Linked DNA regions of Canis lupus: region 1 is linked to region 2. The links are chromatin contacts, called in public Hi-C maps. All regions are on one chromosome and are shown on one strand. The core of a region is the stretch at or near the end of the contact, and the rest is flanking DNA. Distances in the headings are between cores, read along the strand shown.

Evidence for each region. Hi-C and Micro-C count contacts between places; a contact is called where the count stands out from the background.
Region 1: a Hi-C map of skin fibroblasts shows a contact between it and region 2, with 2.4 times the contacts expected there. The contact joins the enhancer-like site here to the promoter of GALNT10 in region 2. A contact is called at or near these places in 4 of 9 Hi-C or Micro-C datasets (amygdala, blood, liver and 1 more).

Annotation. Positions count from the first base shown.
Region 1 is chr4:56,461,598-56,467,751 of UU_Cfam_GSD_1.0, forward strand. No RefSeq gene overlaps it. Among named protein-coding and RNA genes, the nearest start is that of FAM114A2, 31 kb to the right of the region's middle. Within about 2 kb of position 1,739, at least 2 of the 20 cell types and tissues checked have an H3K27ac peak or open chromatin away from gene starts, as enhancers often do.
Region 2 is chr4:56,352,721-56,359,510 of UU_Cfam_GSD_1.0, forward strand. It overlaps GALNT10 (polypeptide N-acetylgalactosaminyltransferase 10), which reads right to left and starts at 4,759. Exons shown (of 12, transcript XM_038534954.1): 1 at 4,586-4,759. The coding sequence starts at 4,744.

The DNA of each region.
Region 1 (6,154 bases), core at 489-2,988, 110 kb after region 2:
AGCTCTCATCCCAGATGAGGTTCTAGGCTGCGTCACGAAGTGAATCTTGCTGTGCCCAAGTCGGTGGCTTAGAGCTAAAAGGCTCTTGACTGGAGTACAGGTGTGGCCTCCCCTCCACAATGTCCCTTTTCACCTTCATTCTCCTGGTGACCAAGGCGGCTTCTCATCTCTCCTAGTCCCATCTCTTCTTTTTGATCTCTGGAGAGAGGGCAGGAAAGAAGGGCCAGCAAGAGCAGGGTGGGCAAAGGCTTCTGGTGGGTTCCACCTTCCAGGGAGATCAGGAATTGCCTAAGAGAGAACTGAGGAAAATAGGTGAGATCACTGACTACCAACTGCAGCAAAGACAAAATCTTATCTAGAGATGGCCCAGGGATTGACCACAACGTCTAAGAGGACGCATTGGGTAATGTCAACTAAGATTTAGCTTCTTGATGCTTTAGGTTTTTGTCATCTTTAATGAGGAATCGGTGGACTATTAATATTAAATGGACATCTCCTCTGACAGGATCTGGCTCGGTGCTTTATGTATTATCTCATTTAGTGCTCACAACAACACTCCCAGGGAAATAGTATCTTCATTTTACAATAGCTTAGAGAGGAGAAATCATTTGCCCAAGTTTATACAGCTCAGAGGTAGAAGAGCTGGGATGCATACCAGGTCTGTGTGACCCTACAGTCCCAGGCTGGGCCCCTACATTGTGCTACCATTTTATAAAGGAGTCAGATATCACTATCCCTCTAGCTTACTCAAAAGGTTTTGGTGCAGGAGGAGGGGGAAGGGGAGAGGATGCCTGGGTCCCAATCTCATTTATTAGCCTGTTACTTAAGGCAAGTTGCTTAACCTCTCTGAGTCTTAGCTTCCTTACCTGTGCCAGGAGGGATTAGAATAGCCCTAATCTCAGAGATGTGTTGTGAGGATGAAATGAACTTTCAAGTATGAAATGGGCTCATAGGCCCATAGCGAAGGCTCCATCCTTTTTAGGCATTATTATAATTCATGTTATTCTTAAATAGTATGCAAATCAAACTGTGGCTTCCCTGACGTCTACAGCTGGGTGGGTGGGTGGGGGGGAGGGTCTTCTGATAAATCCCCGCTGGTGTTATGTGCCCTTTGTGAAAGCTAAGAAGTTGCTCCCACCATCATCAGACAACCCCACTGACGTGTGGCTGGTTCATGAGGAGCTTTCACAGGATTTCATCAGCATGACTCACCTGTGAGGTACGTGCTGACCACTCTCTGCAACTAAGAGAAGTCCTCACGGTTGAAGGTGTTTTTGGTTTGGTTTTGTTTTGAATTCCCAAGCCCAGAGCTTTAATCCACGGTGTCATAGAGAATTAAAATGGCTTCTCTTTGGAGCCTTTGGGTGTCTGTATGTGCATGTGGACAGATAGACGGCTACAGTACTGAGGAAAGGGGAGAGAGTGGGCCTTGGAACATGCCAGACTGAGAAAGGGATGTATTCAAGCTAAGCGCTTCATCTAGCCCCACGGGAACTCTTGGAAATTTGGTTTTTGGACTTAAACTCCGAGTGGTTATGACTAATCCTACCAGACTAATTCCTACCCTGGGCTGTGTCTTCTTGCCCCAGGCCAACTCCTACCCCTCAGTACTTCACTAGGAGCTGGTGACTATCAACCCTCATTGGGGACTTGTGGAAATGCACCCACCCTGATATGTTCCCTTCCAAAAGCTTCCTGAGTATGGGTTGCAGCTGATCTCCGGGAGCTGCTTGGCTTGGTGTTGGCCATGTGGCTTTAGGAGATAATAACGTTGCTCCCACCCAGCTGGGCCTGGTTGGCCACCCTGGTGCCTGTCTGCTGTTTCCACTCAGGACTGTATTAGGAGGGCCGGCAGCAGGAGGAAGGGCAGCAGCGACTTCCTGTCCTTTCTGCGACCCAACGGCGGCCCCTTGTGCCCATCAACAGAACTACAGGCACTTTTGTCTGATTTCCCACTAAGTTTCTGGGTTTTGTTTTGTTTTTTTTTTTAGTCTTTTTGTTTGTATTTATTGAGACCTACTGTGTGCCAGCCATGGTTCTAGACACTGTGAACACACAAGCAGACAAAACAAAACCCTTTCACTTATTACACTTTAATGCACCAGCTGGGGAGGCAGAAAATATACATTCATGTATGTGCACATAGATGCTGGATGCTCAGAACTGTAGAAGAATTCAGCAGGGAAGAGGGGTTGTTGGGTCATGAGGGGAAGAAGGGCAACACTTTTCAATCAGGTGGTCAGAAAAGCCTCACTAATGAGGTGATCTCTAAGAAGGAATTGAGAGAGATGGGGAGGAGCATCCAGCTAGGTAAAAGGGCAGGAATGAAAGTCCTTGGAGGGTTACCCGCATTTGTTTCAGGGACAAGGAGGCCAGTTGAGAGAAGAGCAGCAGGAGATGCTGAGAAGCTTTGGGGTCAGATGGCAGAAGGCAATGGGTCCCCAGCCTAGCTTCAGTGTCACCTGTGAGCTTGTTTCACATGCAAATCGCCAGGCTCTACCCCAGACCCACTGAGTGGGGAACTGTGTGAGTGGGCTCCAGCAGCACGGGTCTTCACAAGCCCTCCTGCTGAGTCTGCTGCCGCTACAGTCAGAAAACCACTGCTTCAGGGCCTGAGAGGCCCCACTGTTTTGTCAGAGTCAAACACTTTCATTTTTCTTATGAGAAGCTGTTGGTAGTTTGGGGCAGAGGAGTGCCATGATATGATTTTAATAAAAATGTACTTGTGCCCTAGCCCTACCCCCCAGAGATTCCGATCTGAGCTATGGGCTGGGCAATGACATTTCTAAAAACTCTCTAGGTAATTCAAAGGTGCAGCCAAGCGTGAGGTCCCTGGCTTCTGGCTTGAGAATAGGGTGAAGGGGGCCAAGGGAGGAAACAGGGAGCTCAGTTGGGAGGCTACTGCTGTAAGGCACGATGACGGCTTGGATTGGAATGACAGCAGTGGAGGTGATGAAAAGTGGTCAGATCCTGGATGTACTCTGAAGGTATCCTATCAGGATTTTTGATGAGTTCTATGCAGGGTGTAAGAGAAAGTTGTTGGAATGATGTGGTTTCCATTTGATACAGTGGGGAAGACTGTGGGAGGGATAGGTCTCCTTAAGCAGGGGAATCAGGAGTTTGATTTTGAACGTGTTAAGTTTGAGAAATCTGTTCGAGAGCCAAATGGAGATGCTGAATAGGCTCCAGGGAGATGGCCAGCCTGGACATCCAAGTTGTGAGCTGTCAGTGATAGATGATGTTGAAAAGCCAAATGGTGGGATATTTAGGGAGGGAGTGTAGATTAAAAAAAAAAGAGAAGGCTGAGGAAGCCGTAGGGGCACTTCAATGTAGGAAGAAAAGAAGTAGGAAGAGAACCAAGAGCCAGTGGTGTCCCAGGAACCCAAGTGAGAATGTATTTCAAGAAAGAGAGAATGATCAATGATCATAAACTACTGACCCATCACACAGCATGAAGATTGAGAATTGGCTGCCAGACTTAATAGCATCTAGGTCATGGGGACCACAGTGACTGGGAACAATGTCAGTGGAGGGGCTGGGAGAGGGTCAAAGCCTATCTGCAGAATAGGAGAAGAGCAGCTGGAGACACAGAGGATAAATAAGTCTTTTCCAGGATTTTGCTGTAAAGGGAGGGTATTGGAGGAGAACAGGGTCAAGAAAGGCCCTCCCCCAACCCTTTTTAAAAGATTTTAAAATTTAAAATTTAAAATCTCTCATGAGAGACACAGAGACAGAGGCAGAGACATAGGCAGAGGGAGAAGCAGGCTCCCTGCAGGGAACCCGATGTGGGACTTGATCCTAGGACCCTGGGGGTCACCCCTGAGCTGAAGGCAGATGCTCAACCACTGAACCACCCAGGCGCCCCCCCCCCCTTTTTAATATGAGAAATAACAACATATTTCTACCTTTGTTAGGAAAGATCTTCCAGCACAGGGAGAAATTAATAGATATTTTAATAACAACAAACATTTATTAAGCACATTTTTATGCTCCTGGCACTGTGTTTAATGTTGTACATGAATTATTTTCCTTTCAACATTTCCTCCTCTCCACAATTCTAGAGAAAGTTCTATTATTATCCTCAATTTATAGACAACAGAGCTTGAGTGCTGAGAAATGAACTAATGTTCCCAAAGACACAGCCAGTGTGATGGGAGAGCAGAGGTTCCATCCTGGAGTCACCTTCAGAGCTAGAGCCTTTGGCCCCTGCTCTGAAGCCTAGCTGTCAGGCTCCCTGCATGTGGGACACCCTTCTAAATGCTTGGGGTTTTGGTGCTCATCTAGAAGAAATGAAATGACTCAAAACTGTCCCAAAGAAACCAACTGTCAATTAAAAGTCATCATGACGACAGCACTATTATAAGATTTCCCAGTTATAACTGAGAGAAACTTCTGGATATCTTATTCTTTACTCTGTCACCCCAGCACAATGTTGCTGTTGTACAGAAGTGTTTACTGCCTGGAACATCCTGGGTGTTCAATGTAGCTGTGCTCATCCTGTTGTACCTATCTACAAGGCACAGTCTCCTTGATTCTATTAAACATGCTCCCTTCTTTTGCTAGCAGCCTTGATATTCAGCTCTACTCCCTGCCTCTTCTTCATGGAGGGCCCCTCTCTGCACGATCTCTGCAGGCTGCGTGACCAGCTCAGTGTCTGCTAATGGGCACTGCTATAACAGTCTATATCCTTGGTAGAAGCAAAAGGAAATAGCTGAATAGTCTCCCCCCCGCCACCACCACCCCCTGCAAACTTCATGTCCACCTGGACTTTTAGAATGTGACCTTATTTGGAAATACGCCTTTGCAGGTATAATGGCAAAGTTATAGATAAGTCATACTGGATTGAGGGGCGAGGGGTGGCTCTACTCCAATGACTGTTGTCCTTATAAAAGAAAACAGAGATACGGACAGACCCTCAGGGACAATGCCATGTGACTATGGAGTCAGAGATTGGAGTGATACAGCTACAAGTCCAGGAGCACCAAGGATTTCTGGCAAGACCAGAAGTCTAGAACAGGTGAAGAAGGATTGTCTCTAGAGCCTCAAGAGTATGGCCCTGCTGACAGCTTGATTTCAGACTTCTAACTTCCAGAACCGTGAGGGAATAAATTCCTATTATCTTAAACCACCACATTTGGAGTAATTTGTTCTGGCAGCCCAAGAAAACTAATACAGAACCCACTAGTCAGAACGTGGTAGTACACTTGTGAGGTAATGTAGGTTAGGCAGCTTACTTTAAAGATGTTAAAGGTAAAGTCCAAGAAGGGCAAGAGGTTTGTCCAAGATCACATGGCCTCTTATCTGTTTGGTTCACATTGTACCCCTGCAACCTGGAACCCCGCCTTGTACCTAACAGGATGCAAATGTTTATTTGTTGAATGAATGAATGAATCCCTGGCTCAGGGTTCCTTCAAATCCTGTTTCATGACTTGCCAAATTTGAAACCAACACTGCTTTTTCTAAATTGGCAATTCCTTTTCTCCCAGTGTTCAGATTTTTTTTTATTTTATTTATTTATTATTTATTTATTTATTATAGTCACAGACAGAGAGAGAGAGAGAGGCAGAGACACAGGCAGAGGGAGAAGCAGGCTCCATGCACCGGGAGCCGGACGTGGGATTCGATCCCGGGTCTCCAGGATTGCGCCCTGGGCCAAAGGCAGGCGCCAAACCGCTGCGCCACCCAGGGATCTCCCAGTGTTCAGATTAACACCTACCAGTGATGGATTGATTTTTGCCATTGAAAATGTCAAGGCTTCTTGGAGAACTAGCCAGAGAAAATTTCTAATATTGAGGCATAATGCTTTGTATTTTTTCCTTTACTACCTTAAAAGGACTTTCCTGTCCCACCAGACATTCCTTTTAAACAAAGGGCTGAGTATCCTGAAAACAACGCCACCTAAAGTGTACTAATATTGTGTCAACCCACTGACTTTAGTTACATTTAGCCTCAGGTCTTGGGGATAAATTCTTGACTGGTTGTTCGCAAGGATAAAGGCAATATGATTGATAGCCACCATCTATCAGGTAACTATGGGGTTTCAGAGAATTGTTAAGGACTTTGCTATGTTATCACCTATCTTCACAATAAAGATTAATGATACCTTTCAAGGTATTGATTGTACCTATGTTGTCCAGTAAGATAGCCACTCTAT
Region 2 (6,790 bases), core at 3,509-6,008:
TCTGGAAGGGGAGGCCATGATGCACTCATTGGCCACAGGAACTCAGGCATGTATAGGGTACTTTCTTTCCCCACTGCACTGGGCAGAGGACAGTGGTCCTCTGAGAAGCAAGACTCTTATTTCAGTCTTCCTGGGAACTCAGACCGTAGATGGGAGACAGAGGGTTAGATATACACAAAATACAGAACCCACTGCAAACACCATCATGAGCAGTTAGCTGCCACAGGACACACCATGGGCCGCCAGTTTGCCTCAGGGTCTTTATCAGTGATGGGATCCTGATGCCATCTCTGTGTAGGACTTGACTGTGGACAAGGTACAATTAGCAAGCCGGATGGTTATCTTTGAAATGGGCCTTTGAGTTTTCAATCCTGATTCCATTATTTGTTATCGTGTCACTGGCACCAACAGATTAAAAGACTGAATGTCCTCAGAGTATAAACACATCTCCAGGTAGAAGTGGCTTCATCACAACTTAGGTATGGGGAGACCTGTTTCAACATACTTCTTCTACTTGGGCCTTTTCAACACATGCTTCCAAACAAACTCAGGGAACCCCAGGAAGTTAATATTGGAAACATCTTTATAAAGGATCTATTCCCTCTGTCACAAATAAATTTCAACATGCCATTAACTCCACTTGAGTAGCAGTGTCGAGAAACAGTGTGAAGCCAAGCCTGGGCTTAGTGGGAAAGAGACTGACTGCCCTGGCCAGGGGAGGGGAGCACCATTATGATACACATTTACCTTCACTTTACAGATGAGATCCAAGGCCCAAGTTAAAGGACTTTCCTGAGGTCCCACAGTGAGTTTAGGGGCAAGAGAGAGAACCAGAACCCAGGCCTCTGTCCCCAGGCCTTGCTCAGCTGGGCTCCTGAGGAGACTGCAAACCTAAGATGACAGGAGGAATGCAGGGAGCCAGATTAGCTCAGGTAAACCAACAGCCTAGCCCCAGTGGCATCAGATTTCAGCTGGGCATCTCTTCAGACAAGAGATTAGCAATATAAAAGGGTCCAACCCCTCTATGGAAAATTAAAGACATCATTCTAAGGCTACATTTCTATGGTAGTTAACTTTCTGATGGGTAAGGCTCTGCCACTAGGTGAGGTATTGATTTCTGGATATTCTAAGAATAAAGTCCAGCTCTGACACAATGAGGAAAACTCTCGATACTTGAAAATTAAAGTCCTTCGTATTCTATTATCCTACCAATTTCTATTCTACAGTCACTATTATCCAATGAAGTCATTTCTCACAAGAGATTATGGCTCTCAAATAGGAAGGGGCTGCATCACGTTTCCTAACATAGGTGTTCAATAGCCAGTTCCCAGATCTGGAATATGAAACAGACTGCAGGATTAATGCAAGATATTAAGCAGATTGGGGCTAGGAATGAGAGGGACCCCTAAGTTAAAATGAAGATGGCTTCAGGACGAAATTTTCTTGCTCGGTTTTACAACTCTCTGAGAAGCCAGCCATCTGATCAGATGAATGCTGAAATCCTAAAAGCATTTATGTGTCCTTTATAAATCAGCTGCCCTACCCCACTCCAGAGGTATACCTAGGATGAGCTAACATGACAGTTCTATAGACTGACTTTCTAGCAGATGACAAATGCTCTTAACTTTAAATCCTTTATTCTTCAATCCAGTGGAGAAGTCAAGGAGTTAAAGGACTGCTCTAACAAGGAATATGTTAACCCTCCAACCCACAAGGAATGTATTAGGCATTTGGATAGAGTCCTGTCAGACTTCCCTCCAGAGCCTCTGCAGTTATTTCTACCAGAAAGATCAACGAGGTGCTCTGGGATAATTTTCCACAATTACAAGAGCAGCAAGCTGAGCTCAGAACTGGTCAGCCCTGTCAAAAGAAGCCCCGTGTGCTCAAGATGCCAGATTTCGCAGATAGCAGACTGATGTGTTACGTGCACGTTCCAGTGCCCTGGGATGAGGGATAGAACACCATCACTCTGAGAAGTCAGCCTCCTCCCTCAAGGCCAGCTGACATTCAGACAAGGGACTGGGGGCCAAGCCCAGTGCTGTGCATCTGCAGGAGAGGGACACAAAAAGTGGCTGTGTGGAAATTTGGCAGAGTATTCCTGAAAGGCAGCCGATGAATGCTGAATCCTACAGCACCTAGTAGAGCTTATCGTTGGGGAAACAGCTCCTTTCTGCTACTCCCAGGAAGCAAAGAGAGTTTCTTTAAGCAAGGATATTCCATCAGTACCCCCTGGGAACCACCACCACATCCCTTCATGTCTTCTTCCTCACCTCCTCGTCATGATATTCCAGAGCAAAAGAAATGAGCAAGAACTAGACCTTCCCAGACGAGCCTATCTGTCCCTTCCAGTTAAGGGCTCCAAGCAGTGCCCAGCTGTTGGTTCCCTCTCTCTTTGCCCAAAAGGCTGCCTTACTCCATCAATTCCCTCTTGCACAAGTGAGTAATTTACTTTGAAAGCTCAGGCCAAACTGGCAGTTAACCTTGACCTTCTCTCTACACATCTGGGTCTATAGAAAATGAAAATCAGGATGTCTCTGGCATCCACGGCAAATGAAATACGAGGGCTTTCTCCAGGCAGAGGCAGAATGTCATGAGCTATTTTAGAACTGGCTACAGCTATTCCAAAGGAGAGTTAGTACTGGGCAGGACAGTCCCCCCTTGACCTGGGGCTGTGTCCAGGATGGAGCCCCCACAGCTCCAGATGCTACAAGGGACCCCTGCCCTCAGGAAAGAAAAAAGAAGTGGCCATTGTACTTCTGATTGATGCACTGATGGTTTCACAATGCTGGAGCTGGACCAATAACCACATTTTACAGATGGCAAACGGAGGCTCAGAGAGGGAGATGAGAGGTGATCCAGGACACACACAGCAAGTTAATGGTAGTGCCGAGGATGGAACCCTGACCTCCTGCCACTGATGCTGCCATAGGGTGGGAACAGCAGAACGATTTCATGAAGGAAAATTGCATATGCATACAGGACTTATGGCAAAGAGGGGGCGCCTGGGCGGCTCAGATGGTTAAGCATCTGCCTTCGCTCAGGTCATGATCTCCAGGTCCTGCTCCGCGGGGAGCCTGCTTCTCCCTCTCCCTCTCCCTCTCCGCCTGCCTGTGCTCACTCTGTCTCTCTCTTTCTTTCTCTTTCTCTCTCTCAAATGAATACATAATAAAATATTTTTTGCAAAAACAAAAACTTAAGGCAAAGAGGTCTAATATGGCTGTCAGGGTTCGAACCAGAGGTTTAGTGAAGAAGTTGAGAAGCTTAATTTCCACACATTAAGATCTACCAAAGAGATCAACGAGACCCTCCAGGATGGTTTGCAACAATTAGGAGAGTGACAGGCTGTACTCATATTGGTCATCTCTGTGGCCAGCAGCCCTCTGTGCTCAAGACGCCAGACTGCCCAGACAGCAGCCTGATACCAGGAAGAGAGGAAAAACATCAACCTCTAAAGTCAGCTTCTTCCCTCATCAGCCAAGTTTGACCCCGATGGACAAATTTTCCATGTCGCATGGGGTCCAGGAAATCCTAGAAGAGAACCTGAAATGTCCCACTGCGTGAAACAGGTCAAGCACGTATACACTCACCGGCACCTACTGAGCCAGGAGCGGGGAAGGTAGGAGTGCTCTAACAGAGCTTCTACCATTATCAGTCTATAGGCACGAGTGACACAACACACACACACACACACACACACACACGTGGGGGAGTTCAGAGGAAGCAAGAACAATTAAGATCCCAGGCTTGGCTGCAAGAAGGAACACACCTAGTCAAATTGGACAAGTTCAAAGGGATCATGGGTACTCTGAGAAGGGATAAGGAAGGTACCTGATGTTCCACTCTCAGGGCACACTGGGTACAAAGAGCCTCTGGGAAATTTGTGGGGGGTCCCTCCACTAGAACTCTTCTAGACTCCCGTAAGGTAAAAGGCAGGAGGCCCCCCAAGAACCAGGCGCTCCCCCCTCCAGGAGGACCTGAAGCTTCAAGGGGAGCATGGTCTTTGCATCCTCCAAGGAACCCACAGATCTGGGAAAGAGGGAGGGTGAGGAGGGGGAGGGGAAACTAATGGGTAGACGAAGGAGGCCTAGTGTCCCTTTGGGCAGACGGGAAAACAGGAAAGGGGCTGACCTGACTAAGGAACACTGGAATCAGCAGGTGGGGGCGAAAGCTGCAAAGACCCAGACACTAAATAGAAGGACTGGCAGTTCCAGAAGAAGGAGTCGTCCTGGGATACAGGGGATGCAGGCAGGATCCTCCACAAGCCAGAGATGCTGGGAGGTAAAGGAACACCAGACGTGGACAGAAAGGAGGATGCCCACCTAAGGCACAAGACGGACCTCCCAGACTGAGCAACAGGAGTCTCGGCTTCTAGTTCGGATTCTGTCTCTGACTGACGTGGGGCCCTGGACAAGCTCCCGTCCTCTCTGAGCCTCGATGTTCCCAATCCCCAAAATGGGAAGAACAGAAGAGTCTCCGGGGCGCACGCCGAGGAGACAGAAAGGGAAAGGAGGAGCAAGGATCCGAAGGCTCCAGGGGAAGACGGGGAGACAGAGTCCCCACCCCCACGGCAGCCGGGGGGACTCACCAGTCCGGCCGCCGGGACCACCGCCGCCCCCGAGCCCCCGGGGGTGCCGTCGGGCTGCCGCTCGCGGTACAGCGCCCAGAGCCCCACGTTGGGCAGAAGGACCAGGGCCGCCAGCACCAGCGCCACCGCCTGCAGGAGCCGCTTCTCCTTCCGCCTCATCGGGGCCGGTGAGCCCCGCCGCGCCCCGCCGGCCCCGCCGCGCGGCCCCCGGCTCCGCGCGTCCGCCCGTCCGCCCGGCGGCGGCAGCAGCTCAGCGACGAGGAGCTGCCGCGGCGCCGGCCCCGCTCCAACTCCGCGGCACTTCCGCCGCTCGCCGGCCGGGGAGCCGGGCCCGGCCACCGCGCCGCCGCCGCGGGGGGGTGTCGCCGCCGCCGCCGCCGCCGCCGCCGCCCCGCGCCCGCCGAGCCGCGCGCCCCGCGCCGCCCCCCCGCGCCTCGCCTGCCGCGCCCCGCGGGCCGCGCGCCCCGGCCCCCGCGCCGCTCCTCCCCGCCCGCCCCGGCGCGGAGGGGGCCCCCGGGGCCGAGCGCCTCCCCCTGTCGCGCCGCGATGGTGCGGCCCGCTCCTCGGCCCCGCCCCGCCCGCGGCAGCTTTGCCAAAGTCCCGGAGTTGGCGAGTTGGGCGCTAACTGGTGCGGGCGGAGCGGGGGTGCGCGGGGGTGCGCGGGGGCGCGCGGGGGCGCGCGGGGTCCCCCACCCCCTCCCAGAGCTCTGTCCGCGAGCTCTGCTCCGGATCCCCCCGGGAGTTCGCGCGCGGCCCGCGGGGGTGGGGGGGCTCGGGGCTGCGGCCGCCCACCCCCTCGGCTCGGCTCGGAGGACCAACTTTGCTCCGGGGACTCGGTGGTCCCAGGCGGGAAATGGAGCCGCAGCTGTGCTCCCCGCGCGCGGCTCTGCGGCGGGCCCTAGTTGTCTTGCCCTCGGGGTCCGGGTCCCTGGCGCTGGCTGTGCACGCTCTCTGTAAGCTGTCGCGTGCTGCGCCCTCCTGCCACCCGACCGCTGTCCGGCCGAGCGGCGGGAGGGGACCCGAGCCTCTGCAGGAGCCCTTCTCACGCAAGCCCAGTCTCCGTGCAGTTGGGATGCCCTCCGGGCCAGTGAGTACTTCTGGGCGCGCTGAGCTCACGGAGCCCTTTCTGGAACACTCTGGTCCGTTTCTGTTTCCCGGTCAGCAACCAGCAAGCCGCTGGTGAATGCCTTCCGAGGGCCAGACGCTGTGCCAGGCACCGGGGTGAAGTGAAAACAGGCTCGAGCCCTGTAGTCTGGGAGCTGAAACAAAAAATGCATAATTGCATTAGGCGAGGGAGTGGGTCTGTAACCCTGATGAGGGCTCTGAGGAAGTCGAGCCGCCTGGGCTCTGTGAAGGGCTGCAGAGCTGACTCCGACGGGGACGGGGACGGGGACGCCTGTGGCTCCTCGGTGCCCTCCGCTTAATTGCTTCCTCTCTGATGGCGCGGGATGACGCGCCCTCTCGGTTGCCTTCCTCTTCGCCACCCGCAGCCACCTGCGTCCTCTTCATTCTCTGACCTCCGTGCCCAGCCACCCCCGGCCTTGGACCACCCGTCCTGACGTCCTCCCCAGTCTTCCAGCTCCAGGCTGAGCGATGGGGATTCAATTCTGCTGAAATTCTAGCCTGGATCTGGGCATCTCCACAACCTTTAAAGCTCCCATCACCTAAGCTCCAGAGTTGACTGACACTTCCTGCCTTATCTCTGGCCTGTCCTGCCTGTTGATGGCTGTTTTCCTTTATGTGCTGTCGTCCATGAAGTTCCTTCCACCCCAAAAGCCCTCTCCTCTTCCACATCTGTGTTGATAGAAGTCTTTGTTATCCTTCCATGTCTAGCTGAACTGCTACCTCCTCCAGGAACGCCTCCAAAACTCCTCAGAGGGCTGCTCTTTCTTTGAATTTCTGCTACAGTAATGCTGACCTTTTATTGAAGGCTTAACTCTGTGCCAGGCACCATGTTAAACCCTTGACACACGCTACCTCTTTTAATGCTCACAGTTAGCTACCCTGTGAAGTAAGTGCTTTTCTTACCCGTATTTGCAAATGCGACTCATTAAAGAAAGCTGCTATCAGAATGATCATCCTGTTTTAACAAAGGGTGGATAGCATCACCCCTCTGTTCAGATCCCTCCAGTCGTTTCCCATCTCCTGGATTTCTGTAAGAAACTGTAAGATCTCACAAGGCCATATATGAATAACCGTCACCTT